Regions from separate parts of the Mus musculus genome. Here all the other regions are linked to region 3. The links are chromatin contacts, called in public HiChIP or PLAC-seq maps. All regions are on one chromosome and are shown on one strand. Each heading gives the region's core, a stretch centred on a gene start, on an enhancer-like site or on the middle of the called end of the contact. The rest is flanking DNA. Distances are from core to core; before and after follow the strand shown.

What was found. HiChIP or PLAC-seq counts read pairs in DNA pulled down with a chosen protein or histone mark.
Region 1: a contact with region 3 is called in an H3K27ac HiChIP or PLAC-seq map of VIP interneurons, with 4 times the contacts expected there. The contact joins two enhancer-like sites. A contact is called at or near these places in 2 of 484 Hi-C or Micro-C datasets (frontal cortex and nephron progenitors) and 1 of 115 datasets of contacts at active chromatin or transcription factors (VIP interneurons).
Region 2: an H3K27ac HiChIP or PLAC-seq map of VIP interneurons shows a contact between it and region 3, with 2.8 times the contacts expected there. The contact joins two enhancer-like sites. A contact is called at or near these places in 1 of 484 Hi-C or Micro-C datasets (frontal cortex) and 1 of 115 datasets of contacts at active chromatin or transcription factors (VIP interneurons).

What each region holds. Positions count from the first base shown.
Region 1 is chr3:53,728,764-53,733,390 of GRCm38.p6, forward strand. Gm30735 (a long non-coding RNA gene) reads left to right here. Exons shown (of 5, transcript XR_867291.2): 4 at 1,192-1,282; 5 at 3,877-4,627. Among named protein-coding and RNA genes, the nearest start is that of Gm30735, 28 kb to the left of the region's middle. Within about 2 kb of position 1,273, at least 19 of the 459 cell types and tissues checked have an H3K27ac peak or open chromatin away from gene starts, as enhancers often do. A contact at or near this core is called in VIP interneurons, where this site is marked.
Region 2 is chr3:53,754,827-53,759,258 of GRCm38.p6, forward strand. No RefSeq gene overlaps it. Among named protein-coding and RNA genes, the nearest start is that of Gm30735, 54 kb to the left of the region's middle. Within about 2 kb of position 1,790, at least 19 of the 459 cell types and tissues checked have an H3K27ac peak or open chromatin away from gene starts, as enhancers often do. A contact at or near this core is called in VIP interneurons, where this site is marked.
Region 3 is chr3:54,208,598-54,213,359 of GRCm38.p6, forward strand. The region is part of intron 2 of Trpc4 (transient receptor potential cation channel, subfamily C, member 4); the gene reads left to right. Among named protein-coding and RNA genes, the nearest start is that of Trpc4, 55 kb to the left of the region's middle. Within about 2 kb of position 3,029, at least 10 of the 459 cell types and tissues checked have an H3K27ac peak or open chromatin away from gene starts, as enhancers often do. A contact at or near this core is called in VIP interneurons, where this site is marked.

The sequences.
Region 1 (4,627 bases), core at 23-2,522, 480 kb before region 3:
ATTCTAGTAGAAACTATAAATGCATTTCCTTAATTTGTCATTTAAAATTTAATGTTATATATTGAGGTCAAATATGGATTTGAATTTTTCCCTCTTTTTATCTGTATGTTACTACTGTAAGGACTTTATCCTTGTGAAGTGGATATACTAAATAACTGTGCAGGGACCGTAGGATGGACCAGTAATTAAGAGCTTTTGCTGTTCCTGCAGAAGGCCAAGGTCTTGTCCCCAGCGCCCACATGGCAGTTTCCAACCCACTGTAACCCCGAGTCTAGGAGATCTGGTGCCCTCTTGTGACCTTCTGAGGCAAAGGGCACACGTGTAGTACACATGCATACATGCATACCTGCATACATGCAGACAAAGCACCCAAGCATGTAAGATCCATAAGTAACTAAGCATTGATTGTTTCACGTTCATGGAGGTCAGGGTTACGGTTACTTTATCGCTCTCCAATTGTCCGTGTGGTTGACCCAACTCTGCTTACTGAGATGCCAGTTTCACGGCACTAGACGGCCATTGTAAGGCAGCTGGCAAGGTCTAGTCTTGCCACATGAGTCTTTCCAGGCTATAGTCAGGGAGCGACATATGGTAGACTGAGGGTCTGAGGGATGTCATGGCTCCGAATTTAAAGGAGGGCAGAGCTGTGGAAGCTGGGAGGGATGGCGCTGGCCTGGACCTGATTTAGTCAGGGGTGCCATTGTTGGACTTCTGATCTAGAACTGTAAGATGACACATTTGTGTTGATTTAGGCCACTGGGCTTACGGAGATTTGTTATAGGATCAACTGAAAGCTAAACCCGTCTATGTGTATGTATGTATTTTCTGTTTCTCCGCTGTCCTGTCTTACACATGAGTGATTTTAAAAGAAGCTTCTTTGGTTTCGTATAATATGTCTTGATTTTTTTAAGCTTAAGAGAATGTTCAAATTAAAGTGAAATTTATTATGATAATGGTGAGTTCCAGTGTAGGCTGTTACTGTAGACACATAGATCGCGTGTGAGGAACAATTATTTAAGTTAGTGCATTAAGAATAAACTCGAAACTCACATATTTGAGGAATCTTATCAGTGACAACTGTAGGAAGCTAAAATGAGGTGAACGAAAAACAGATTTAAAAAAGCCACTCTGAATTGATAAACTGAGTAAACTTAAAAAAGAAAAAAAAATCTCTGGGCATTTATTTTCCAGCTCTTATGCTGAAGATCGCCACCCAGTGGGGACACGGGAAATTCCAGCCCAGGGTGCCCAGCTGTGACCTAATGAGGAAGCCTGTGGATGGGTGAGTCAGGAGAGGGGAAGAGTCTAGAAGCGCCCAAGGAAGGCGAAGGCAAGCCCACCAAAGACTGAGCTACATTACCTGAAGGCAAAGGACAGGCCCACAAAGAAACAGAGACTCACAGAGCAGAAGCATGGCATTTTCCCAAAGGTGAAAGAAGATCAAAACATCTGCTATCTGTTGGGTTTAACAACAAACACAGAAGGCAAACCCCTTGGTGAAGAGTAAGTGGCCAGAGATACAAGGAAAGTGAAGCAAGGGCCAGCTGAGGGGCCCCACACTGACCCGACACCTGCTGGGGCTCAGGGTTTCTGCCTCTGCTGGCAAGGTCATTGCAAGCTACTTTTCTCCCTGGTGACTCGGTAGATGCTTTTCTTAATTAATGGTTCTGATTTATGTTTAACTCGACCACAATTCTTCAAGGAGGGACCACTGATCATGGTCACAAGCTTTAGCAACTCTGTCTTAGCACTTACTCTGTCTTTTCAGATAAGCCACTTTGGCGGGAGTCCCCGTGGTGTGTTGCTGATAGGCAGCAAACAGCAGGCGGAAGAGTTTTGCTCTCTGGCTCTGCCACCACTGTGATTAGTTGGTGTGCATTCCTGCCCAATCTCGTTGGAGTTTGAATTACACATTGTTTGCTAAGCCCTATGCTTGGCCAAAGAGGGACTTAATGGCACTTAGGAAAAAAGAAATGATCAAATGACACGGGGTCTCCAAAGCATCATTATCTCTCTGATGAGTGACACTTTAAGCCTCACTATGCTTCTGGGTCCTTTGATGATGGCGCTCCCCACAAGGGCTCACTTGGATGACAGTTTCTGAGGACTGTGCATAAAGAAAGCTGGAGAGCTGGGGTTCGTTCACAGCCCAATTTCTGACAGGAGGGAAGGGGCTTTCTCTGAAGGTGACAATATGCTCCAGATAATGGTAGCAAGCTTCAGTACACTGAGGGAAGAAATCCAAATAAGCCCGAAGTGTCACTGAAACATTTATACGTTTGTATTTCTTCTCTATTTAGGAAATTATTTCGCTGTATAGTTTTAAAATCTCATAGGGAGAAAAAATAATTAAGCATCGATGGATGTACTTCTCCATCTGGTCTTCAGAAAATAAATATTAAAATGCACATGGGAGAAAATATAGCTGCGATAATTATGAGGAGATGAATAATTATCAATTATCAACAAACCAATCTACATAGGTTATATAAACAAATAAATGGATTCACTATTGATACAGATTTCCCTCCATTCTGGATTTAAGACTTGATCATTTTGCAGGATTTATTCTTTAGTCAGAAATGAGAAACAGGCTTCTTAGCTAACATCTATAAATCTTTTCTTTAAATTTGTATTTCATATTTAATATGCATCTATTGTACCTATACATTGAGATTAAATACACAATATGCCAAATGAATAATCTAGGTGGGAAAATGGAGATGTGAAAGACAGACTCCTACTTCCCCAAAGAAATACTCTGAGGTGGTAAAGTCTTGAAAGGAGACAGCTTGGTTGAGATGAAATTTGAAGTAAAACATTGTGTAAGAAACCAGCTGGGTGGATTAAATGTGTGATGGTGGGCAGTGGAGGGAGGGCAGTCACCTACAGAGAAACATTCTAGAATACCTGCAGCGTCAAGAACATCAAGTAGGTTAGAAAAGGCCATTTGGGGGAAAGAACCCTATGGTGGAGCACACAACCACCGCGACGCTATGTGGAAGTTGCTCGCTCTGAGTTCTAGACTGACTCCCCGCTGTGATTTGGTTATGTGGCAGTCTGGGGAGGAGACAGCATCCTGCAACTACATAGGATTATTTTGATTAATTAGGATTATTATCTCCCCTCACTGGTTTCTTTTTACTCATGAGCTGTATCTTTTTTTTTTTTTTTTTTTTTTTTTTTTTTTTTTTGGTTTAGAAGATTTGTAAGATGAGATCTTTACAGAGAATCATCAGTGCACACATCAGGCATAAAAGTGACACATTTAAAGTTGGGTAACCTATTAGGAGGTTCCTTAGAGTGGGGGATTTTCTTGTAAATGCCAGAATACGGAAGCAAAAATAGACATTGCAACTATTTCAGATGTAGGCAAGGCAGCAATATAGAGAATAAAGGAGAATAATAAATCACGGGGAGTGGGTTATGAGTTACTTACCTCCAGATAGTGTTCTTGCTCTAGGAACCCCATTCACACAGGCAGTGTTAATCACTAGTGACAATGTCATTTGCTCCAGCTCCATCTTGAATGCTTGCCTAAGAGGCCTATGAGTCAAAAGCTTGGTTCCATGGTGGTGTAATTAAGAAGAGGTTTAGAGTTGAGGCTCTGTGGAAAGTCATTACGTCATTGTGTAGGACGGTGAATGACCTCAGGGGTCAGTAGCTCTCTGATCTCTTCCTCTCTGTCTTCTTTCTGCTTCAGTGCACCCTCCACCCACCAGGAAAGCAGGTTTCTTCTGCCTGAATCTCTTTGCTACTTTGCCACACACCTAAAGCTAACGGGCCGATCTATTTAGGGCTATAACCCCTAGAAGTCCAAGTGAAAAAGTAATCGTTCTTCTTTATAACTTGATTATCTCCTGTGTTTTGTTATAGTGACAGAAAGCTGGCTAACATAAGAGTCACTGAAGACTTTCATCTTTCCTCTAATAAAATGGAGTCAGACATTGTGCTGGCTGGTTTTGAGGGTCAACTTGACTGACAAGAAGCTCAAGCCAGAGAGGAGGGAGCCTCAGTTGAGGAAATGCCTCCATGAGATCCAGCTGTGAGACATTTTCTCATTAGTGATCAACGAGGGAGCCTAATAAGGAGAGTGCTGTCCCTGGTCTGGTGGTCCTGGGTTCTATGAGAAAGAAAGCTGCTAAGCCATGTTAAACAAGCCAGTTACCAGCACCCCTCCATGCCCCCTGCACAGCTCCTGCCTGCAGGCTCCAGCCCTGCTTTAGTTCCTGTCCTGACTTCCTCCAATGATGGACCATGATCTGGAAGTGTAAGCTAAATAAAGCCTTTCCTCCCCAACTTCCTTTTTGGCCATGGTGTTTTGTTCCAGCAGTAAAATCCCCAACGAAGACATCATCATAACTGTTTAATGAGAATTTCGGCTTCTATATTGTTTGCTATATACCACTGTGAAAGAGCCAAGAGGAACAAGGGCTGGTGTTGTTCTTATTTTACAAATGAAGACACTGAAATACACAGAAGTCAAGTTTTGCTCTCAGCTTCATGGTTTTGATCATTTTTTCCCCAGTTAATGTCCACATGGCTTAGAATGTTATATTCAATTTTGACACTCTGAAGGAATCAAGCTTTCTTGTTTTTAAGTAAAATTTCTTTCAACTCATGACCA
Region 2 (4,432 bases), core at 540-3,039, 460 kb before region 3:
CTGGGCACTCGGTGAGGGATTTTCTTCATCAGACAGTGTGAAGCTGGAAGACCCATCCATAATGTGGGCAGCATCTCCTGGTGCAAGCCCTGATGAATGTGGACACAAGAAGGAGCCTTTGCCTTGAGCCTGCTTGCTTTTACTTCTCTTGGCAAGTCCATCTACACTGTGACTTTGGCATTCTCTGGGCTGCCAACATAGACTGAAGAAGTCTCCATAGCATCAGCACCAGGATGGGACTCCTGAGATACCAGTCTTGTGGACTGAGCATCTCAAGTGTGGGATAGCATTGTTGGGCTACCTGGACCACATCCTGTAAGCCAGTTTAATAAACTCCCTTCTTTCTGCCTGCCCTTCTTCTTTAGAGAATCTGACTAATACATTTTCCTACAGTGAGATACCCTAGCATCTATCTTTATATAAAATTTGTGTTGACCGTGTTTATGGTGATCATTTGATGATCATTTTCCCATAACAAAAGACCAGTTAGGCCAGAATGCTGTTTCTGGCCTTTTGAAAAATCTCTATTGGTCCCTGGCAGAGACGATGGACTCTATTTGCAGTTCGTAGGATACTGTTGCCATGGCAACCTGCTACCTTGCAAAGGTACCATCCTCTCCCTAAAGTAGGCAGAGGCCCATTTTCAGTTTCAGTAAGCTTGGCTGAGACTGTGAGCATGTTCTTTCTCTTTGCTCAACAACAAGTTCTACTCAGCACTGGAGATGTCTCCTTGCTGTTTCCTTGCTCTGTATGCACTCAGCATCCCTGAACATCTATCTCAAAACTCATCCCATTGCCTGCACATCTCGTTCCTTGTCTTCCATTTCACCTTCCTACTGGCACCAGCATTGTCCTTCTAAAACAGAGGTTGGTTGAGTTCCAGCATCTTCTTGATTTCTAAACTCTATAATGGGGTAATGCCTCGAGTTCCTTGATATGAGGAATCATGGGCATAAATTAGAAATGTAAAAGATAAGATAATGCTAGTAGAGGAGATACTATATGTCAATGTAGAAACACAACTTAATTGATTTGGCCATACAGATAGTGCTAAGCCACTGGAGGCTAAAGCGATGATCAATTATGAAGAGAAGTAAACACTAAGGAGCCATGAGCTGACTTGTAGATTGTATTTATGGATTCTTTCTACCTTTTGGTATAGAATGGTTAACGAGTTAAAGGTGATGCCAAGGCAGAAATTAAACTTAAGGTTTAATTTCTCAGGAACATAACAGAATGCAGATGCTAATAAGCTGACAATAGACTTTTAGTAGACAAAGCGTGCACATTTCATCATTAAAATACTCTGCATAAAAATTATCACAAGGTAGACAGGAAGAGGTTTCACATCTTTGGCTGGCACTTCTACTCCTGTACACAACCCACACAGCAGCCCTCGCTGTGAGACTGTTGTTCAGTTTGAGCTCCCCATCCATAGAACAAGCCATTATGATGAAATGAAATGAAAGGCAAAGAACATGCACCCCACTATGTTCCCGGTAAAGCCACAAAGCACAGACTCGTGCTGCAGGGCTCCAAATGGTCCGGGCTATTTTAGAACAACAGTGTCTATTTTTCATTCTGAATTACTGCAATTTCAGGCACAGCTGTTACACTGAAAATTATAATGGTCAACGTTTAATCAACAGAATGTGTACTCCCCCCCATTTCATCAATCAATCATTCGCTTCACTTACCATAAAAAAAAAATCCCCAAACCCTCAAACTTCTCTGGCAGTTAGTAACTTTCAAAGCTTCATTACATTCCTCTTTGACCTTCTGAGCACCGGCCGTTTGCCGCTGCCTCCCAATCAGCTTTTAGCAGCGCACTGACACAGCAGCCTCCCTCCCCTCTCCCCATACTTCCCACTTCTACAAAACCATCTGTTTTTCCCCAGCTCTGTGTAAACACTGTCCTTTCCAGTATCAAAAGTCAGCCTTGCCTCCTGAAGAGAGCCATCTCTGGAGATGCTAACTCAGCTTGGTAAGCTTTCACTACCCCTTAGGCTTTGTTAGCCTCCACCCTTCATCCTGTAACTGAACCATCACTGGTAGGAGTGCAAATGAAACCCAGCTTATGACATGCATTTTGTGTTCGTCTCAGCTCTGTGAGGTATATACAAACTGTTCAGCACTTTAATCTCATCGTGCTGTGGTAGGCGAATGGAATATAATTCACTTCAAGGTCTTAATCTTGGTATTTATTTTATTCTCAGGGAATGGCCCCTGTACTAAAGTTATCAGTATCTGTTCTGGTTTTGGCAATGGGCTTAACTTTATTCACACCCTATAACCATCTCATAGGTACTTTATTGGTCACTCCTCTTGATGCTGTTACTGACAGTCTTGAGGAGGGAAGGGTTTTATTTTAGCTCCCAGTGTGAGAGTGCATTCATCATGGTGGGCAAGGGAGGCATGGTGGAGCGCAGAGACAGTTTGTCACATGATGAGATGGCAGCATGGGCTCACTCAGCTTCTTTCTTTATATTCAGTCTGGGAGCTCAGCCCAAGTGATGATGCTACCACACTTCAGGGTGGGTCTTCCCTTATCATCACTTGAACTTTTCTGGAAGAGCCTTCATAGCTATATCCACAGTTGTGCTTCCATGGTGATTTTAAACTATGTCAAATTGATGATGAAGTCAGCCATGATAGGCAGCCATGTTATATTAAGCTGTGTGCTCAGGACCAGAAAGAATTACCACTGAAGAACTGATTTAGCCTAATGACCTCACAGTCAGAGGGCTGGGAAGCTTAGAGGTCCGAGCCATTCACCATGGTCAGCAAGGCAAGGACATATGATCAAGTTTGATATTAAAACAGGTGCAAGAATACAATATCAGAACAATGGCCTGGAGAAAGGGTAACTCACATGAACTTGTAGACATATACAGTTGGATGAGAAGGGAGAGTGCTGAAAAGGGGGAAGGAGGGTTGGGACACACAGGCCAGTTCAACCTCATGTTATTCCCTGGGATGAAGAGTGCCCTTTACCCATTCAGTTGTCTATGGACAGAAGGTCCATTAGCATCACGAGTTTATGTGACAGGCATGGTATGGTATTTACCATCTACCGATGAGGACTGTCTTCCACTAGTACAAAACTAGATTGGTTCTACAATTTGGCAATTTGAATACACATCAATAATAGGTGCAGCTTTCTGTTATAAGATATATATATATACATACACACATATGGAATACACACACACACACACCTTATTATATATATAATAAGTGTGTGCATTTTCCTGTTTTTAGACTTAAGGCAGAATTCAGTCTTACCTAAAACAAACTTTTTAAAAGACTTACATATTTTTATGTGTATGCGTGCCTCCATGTATTTACATTCACACTTGTGTGCAGTGCTTGCAGAGGCCAGAAGAAGGCGCTAAGTCACCAGGAACTGGAGTTACAGGTAGTTGTGAATCATCATGTCAGTGCTGGGAATTTACCTGGGTCCTAGGCAAGAACAACAAAGCTGTGATCAACCACTGAGCATCTCTCCAGCCCTGTAGCAGTGGTTTTAAAACTCAATTATTAAAATTTCTTCTCTGCGCAATGTGATAAACAGGCATGACTATAACTTTCTGCCTTGTGTCAGGTCATAAGTATTTTGATTTTAATAAAATAAAGGTGAAATAAAGTGTTCTTATTTAAACTGACATCTTAGATATTAAGTCAGGTATCTGTTTAATCACTGATTTTTCCACGTCAATAAAGAGGAACACTCCTCCATTGTTGGTGGAATTGTAAGCTGCTACAACCACTCTGGAAATCAGTCTGGCAGTTCCTCAGAAAATTGGACATAGCTATACCATTTGAGGACTCAGCTATATCACTCCTGGGAATGTACCCAGAAGATGCTCCAATGTATAACAAGGACACATGCTCCACTATGTTCATAGCAGCCTTGTTTATAATAGCCAGAAGCTGGAAAGAATCCAGATCCTTCAACAGAGGAATGGATACAGAAAATGGAGTACTACTCAGCTATTAAAAACAATGAATTCATGAAATTCTTAGGTAGATGGATGGAATTAGAAAATATCATCCTGAGTGAGGTAGCTCAGTCACAGAAGAACACACATGGTATGCACTGACTGATAAGTGGATAATCAGCCCCAAAGCTTAGAATACCCAAGATATAATTCACAGACCATATGAAGCTCAAGAAGAAGGAAGACCAAATGGATGCTTCAGTGCTTCTTAGAAGGGGGAACAAAATACTCACAGGAGAAAATATGGAGACCAAGTGTGGAGCAGAGACTGAAGGAAAGACCATCCAGAGACTGCCCCACCTGATGATCCATCCCATATTCAGACACCAAACCTAGACACTATTGTGGATGGCAAGAAGTGCTTGCTGACAGGAGCCTGATATAGCTGTCTCCTGAGAGGCTCTGCCAGATCCGGACAAATACAGATGTGG
Region 3 (4,762 bases), core at 1,779-4,278:
AATCAGACATTCTATTAGTAGGTTGAGGCACTCATGCTTGAGTTCATTATTGACACATATTTATCAATTCTTGTTGATTTTGGGGGTGTGGCTTAAACTACTCTTCTTCACTTTCTTTTCTGTTAGAACCAGACATGGCCTAACATGACCCTGTTAGAGCTGTGGGTCACTTTTTTGCTGTCCTTTCATTTGTTTTAGATTTTCTTCCCTGTGCTCTTGTGATTGATGCTCTTTCATTATCCTCTGTGTATTACACTCATTTAAGTCTCTTCAGCATGCTGCTTTGTGGTCATGTGCATCCCTTGAGTTTCTCGTCCTTTTAGAAAAGATGTCTCTGTTGGAGATCCCCATCTTAGTGGGCTGCTCTTTATTTTCTGGGCTTGAATTTCAGGCTGTCAACCAGAGATCGGCCATTATATTGATAATTCTACCTATGTTAGTGAGTTGCTATTTTCTCCTTATACCCTTTGTGGCATGCATAGTGAATGTGTATGTGCACATGTGTGTGTGCATGTATGCATGTGTATATTCATATTCACGGTATATGTTCATATAAGTGCATGTATGTGGACATCCACTCAGTGTACCCATATGTGTAGAAGCAAATTTCATCCTTGGATACAATTCCTCAGTTACCTTCCTCTTTGTTTTCGGAGACAGGGTCTTTGATTGGCCTGGTGTTCTGCAAATAGGATAGGCTGGCTGGTCAATGAATCCCAGTGATGCACTCCTCCTACCTCCCCTATGCTGTGGTTACAAGTATGTGCCACCATGACTTTATTATTTTTTTTAATGTAGGTTCTGAGGACAACTGAGCTATTCCACCAATCCTCTTAATGCTTCGAAGACTGTTTCTTATCTGTATTTTTGTCCTGCTGCCTCACAACAAGTTTCTCTTGTACCTCTTAAAGAGATAGATCCTCTGGCAGTGTTCTGAGTTTCTAACTGCCTGATGTACTTTGAATGTCTGTTTCTTTCTACAGTTCAGGTAATTTCCTACCCTGACCTCATGTAATTCCTTGAGCCTTTTATGTTTGTCTCAGCACTCTCTTCTGGCCTGTGTGCCTTGGTCATATCTGAAATTCTTGGATGTTCTGTTGTTTTATTATTTTTTTCCCATAATGGTTTTTGAAGGCTACGGTTTGTCTGAAGTCAGAGTCTGTCTTGTAGGCATCTGTCAGTCATGAGGGCTGTTCTTTATCATCTCTCTCAGGTCACCTGGATCATCTTTCCTAAATCTGTAGGCTCAGGATTTCACTCCTGCTCCTTCCTTCTAGAAGTGACATTCTAATGCATTGTGATTCCACTTGCCTGTGGCATCGCATGTCCCATGGTTCATCATCAGTGCCTCCCATCTAGACTCAGGTTTCCCCTCATCCCTTGCTGTAGTTGTATAGCACCCTTTCATGGTGCTAGAGGGAACGGTGGGACCTTAACATATGGGGCCAGTGTGAGGTGCTATGTCATGGGTAGCACACCATGAGATTAACAAGCCTCCATGGCCACTATGATGTGTTCCACAGACCCAATCGTCCAGGATATCTGCCATGGACTGAATCCTCTCATCCTGAACCCAAATCAACCATTTGTCTTTTTTAAGCTGCTCATCACAAGTACTTGAGACAGTAATGGATGTTGACTGACACACTCCTTTTGTAATATTGTCTGGAAAAAATCCAGTCTCCACCTCCTCTGTCTTATAACCAGGAACCCAGAGAGGGCTGAAGCAAGGCATGGAGCCATCTGGACTAGTTTTGTTCTGAAGGCATGCTGATTCATTTTGAGTGAGTACACGAGACTCCCACTTGTCTTCATGCTTAACTCTTTGTCTTCTTTCCCCAGACAGATAGCAAGTCCACGGGAGATATTTCCTACTCCTTAAAGTAATACCTCTTGTTTTGTCTTGTACTAATAGATTTGATTGTAAGGGAAATTCCATAGTCTCATTCTGCCCTATCTCCCTCGGGATCCTGCACTCCACACTGCACAATCGCACGCTTCACTGTCTGGGTTCTCCATACCCTTTACAGCTCTTCACTCATTTTCTCAAAGTCTAAAATTTGAAATGTCAGAGAGTTCAAATCTCTAACTATTTTTCTTCCTGCACTCACTTCTTGCTTGTAAAATGATGTTCAGGCTCATGGCTTTAAATTCTGCTTGTATACTGATAACTATCAACATTGAGAGCTCCGTATTCCTAATGTCATTTCAAGTTCAACTTGAAAAGACTGTATCTTGAACTCTCTTCTGTCTCTAAACACCTTCTTTGAGAATGCTCTCAAGAAGTTTCCTTTGCTCTGCTCATGTCTGGATGTTCAGTCACCCTTGACCTCTCTGTGTGGGATTTCATCTCAGATCTATAATATTCCACTAACAAATCCCAGTGGCTTCAATACCTACCCAGAATTATCTACCTTGATGACTGGCATCTTCCTCCTTAGTGTATCTTCCATCCCTGTAGCTCATTCTCAATGCACATGACAGAGTGGTTCTGCAGAGTTGTCCCTCCACTCCCAATGTCCCAATGCCCTTCTCATTTTATTATGACGTAACAGCCACAGTTCTGAAAATGAGTCCGATTGCATGTGTATCACCTTCTACATTTATCTAATATTGCCATCTACACTCTTCCACAACCAACTGTCCTCTCTTTAATTTCCCAAAGTTCCAGGCATGCCCAGGCATTGTTGTCTTCATGCCCATAGCCTCCTCTTCCAAGAGTGCTCTGCCCTTAGTCACATAGGCGTCACTTGATCCTCTCATGCCTTGCTGTTGCAGCCTCATTTCCCTTTGCCCACAGAGAGCTTCAATTCAAGCTCTGCTCTATGCTTCTTTTCTTCTCACTCCACTGTGTTTTCATAGAGAACTCTATAGTTCTTCCATTTTTAATATATCCATCATCTTGTTTACTCATGGCCTGTGTCTTTATTATTTCTCTGAATGAAGACAAAGGCATTATCTGCTGTGCACACTGCTATATTCCTGGAAGTTGGCAGAATGAGTGGCAGGAGCTCCAGCTGCACCAAGCAGCTACTGAATGGCTGGAAACATAGACTTTCACATTTACCACCCACAGTTCATGCCAGCAGAACAGCTAGTGCTGTGCAGAGAACAGAGGGGACATTGGCTTTATTGATTCTCAGTAGGAACACAGCTAAAGAGTGAAATGGACGCATGCCACCTGGGGAGACTCAGAGAGGGCTACCATAGAGATGACAGTTATGGTGAAGATGTCAATCACAGTGTTGATACCAGATTATGCTTTGTGAAGTTTTACATATAGAAAGCTTTTATCTCTAACTTTGATTGATTTTAATCCTTAAGAGACTCTCAAGTCAAGACTTTATTCAACTTTTTTTTTCTGCTGATGAGAAAAACTGAAGAACAGGTGTTGTCCTTCAATAGCATTCTGAAAACTGTAGTTACTGGAACAATACCTATGCCCACACCCTACTATCCCAAGAAAAACAGTCATGGATGCCCAAGGACTGGGGAGTTCCAAACAGGAGATGGCAAAACATCATTGAGATAAATGGAAATAATTGGCCAGCGTTAGCATGATAATTCCTAGGAAATTATAGTTAAACTCCGATGGTTAACATCTTCTAAGGGTCATTTAATAGATTTTTCTTCACTGTAACTTACAGTATCTATACATGCAGAGAATGTTCAGTGATCACCAATTGGAACATGTACATAGCAGTTCACAGCAAAGATCTTCATGCTCTGGCTCGATAGCTTGAAATTCTAGTGACAGAAATCCCTCTAAACCTTGACATATGTGCTTATGAAACGGCCCGCCAGGAAATGGCTGTTCTACCTTGCAGATGAATCAAGTACTATAATTGGGACTGTGTTTATGTGAGGAGAAGCGAATGAATCTGGAGAAACCGAACAAGACAGTTCTCTGCTCTTTCTCCAAACAGCCCCAGCATTGTCATACATACGACCTCTGTTTGGTGATTTATAGAGATCAACAGAGTTTCACCTTTCAGCTCCACCACAACCCTGGGGAGTAAACTTTAAGAAGTCTTTGCTATATGTTTCTCTGAATCTTAATCTATAGTGAGAAAGATCTGAAATAAATGTGTGCATTAGAGAATGGGAGAGCAGAAATAGAAAGGCGTTGACTGGCTTTGTTATTTTCATGTAGCTAAAAGTGGCTGAGGCAAGGTTTAATGTGGCTCATCCTATCTCAGTGCCTGAGCAGGAGCAGTCCTCAGGCTGTCCTGGCTGTCTTAGCCAGAAGATACACAGTTTCAGGGCTGGAGAGATGGCTCATAGGTTAAGAGTGCTTGCTGCACTTCCAAGGGCCCTGAGATTGGTTCCCAGCATCCATGCCTAGCATGCATGCATGTGCACACACGCACACACACACACACACACACACACACACACACACACTTTAATAAAAAATAAATTTTCAAACAGAAATGTATAGTATATCAAATAATTTAAAGTCAGGCTGCATGGATTTATGACCATGGACCTGATTCTTAAATAATTTCACTAAGACCTGCCATTCTCATTTGTATAAAACAGAACATTTTTCTAAAAAAATTAATAATAACCTTGAAGATTGACCAAGGTGGGACACAAGTTCTCAGCACAGACCATAGAGCATGGTGTTTCATATGTGTTAGCTGTCCAGGCACATTTACACGATGTCAGCTAACTAGCTGAGATGTGTTTGTCCATAACCTATTTCATGTGATGCAAATATCCCTATCTCTAAACTCTGCCATCAAAGTTCGCATGGTGT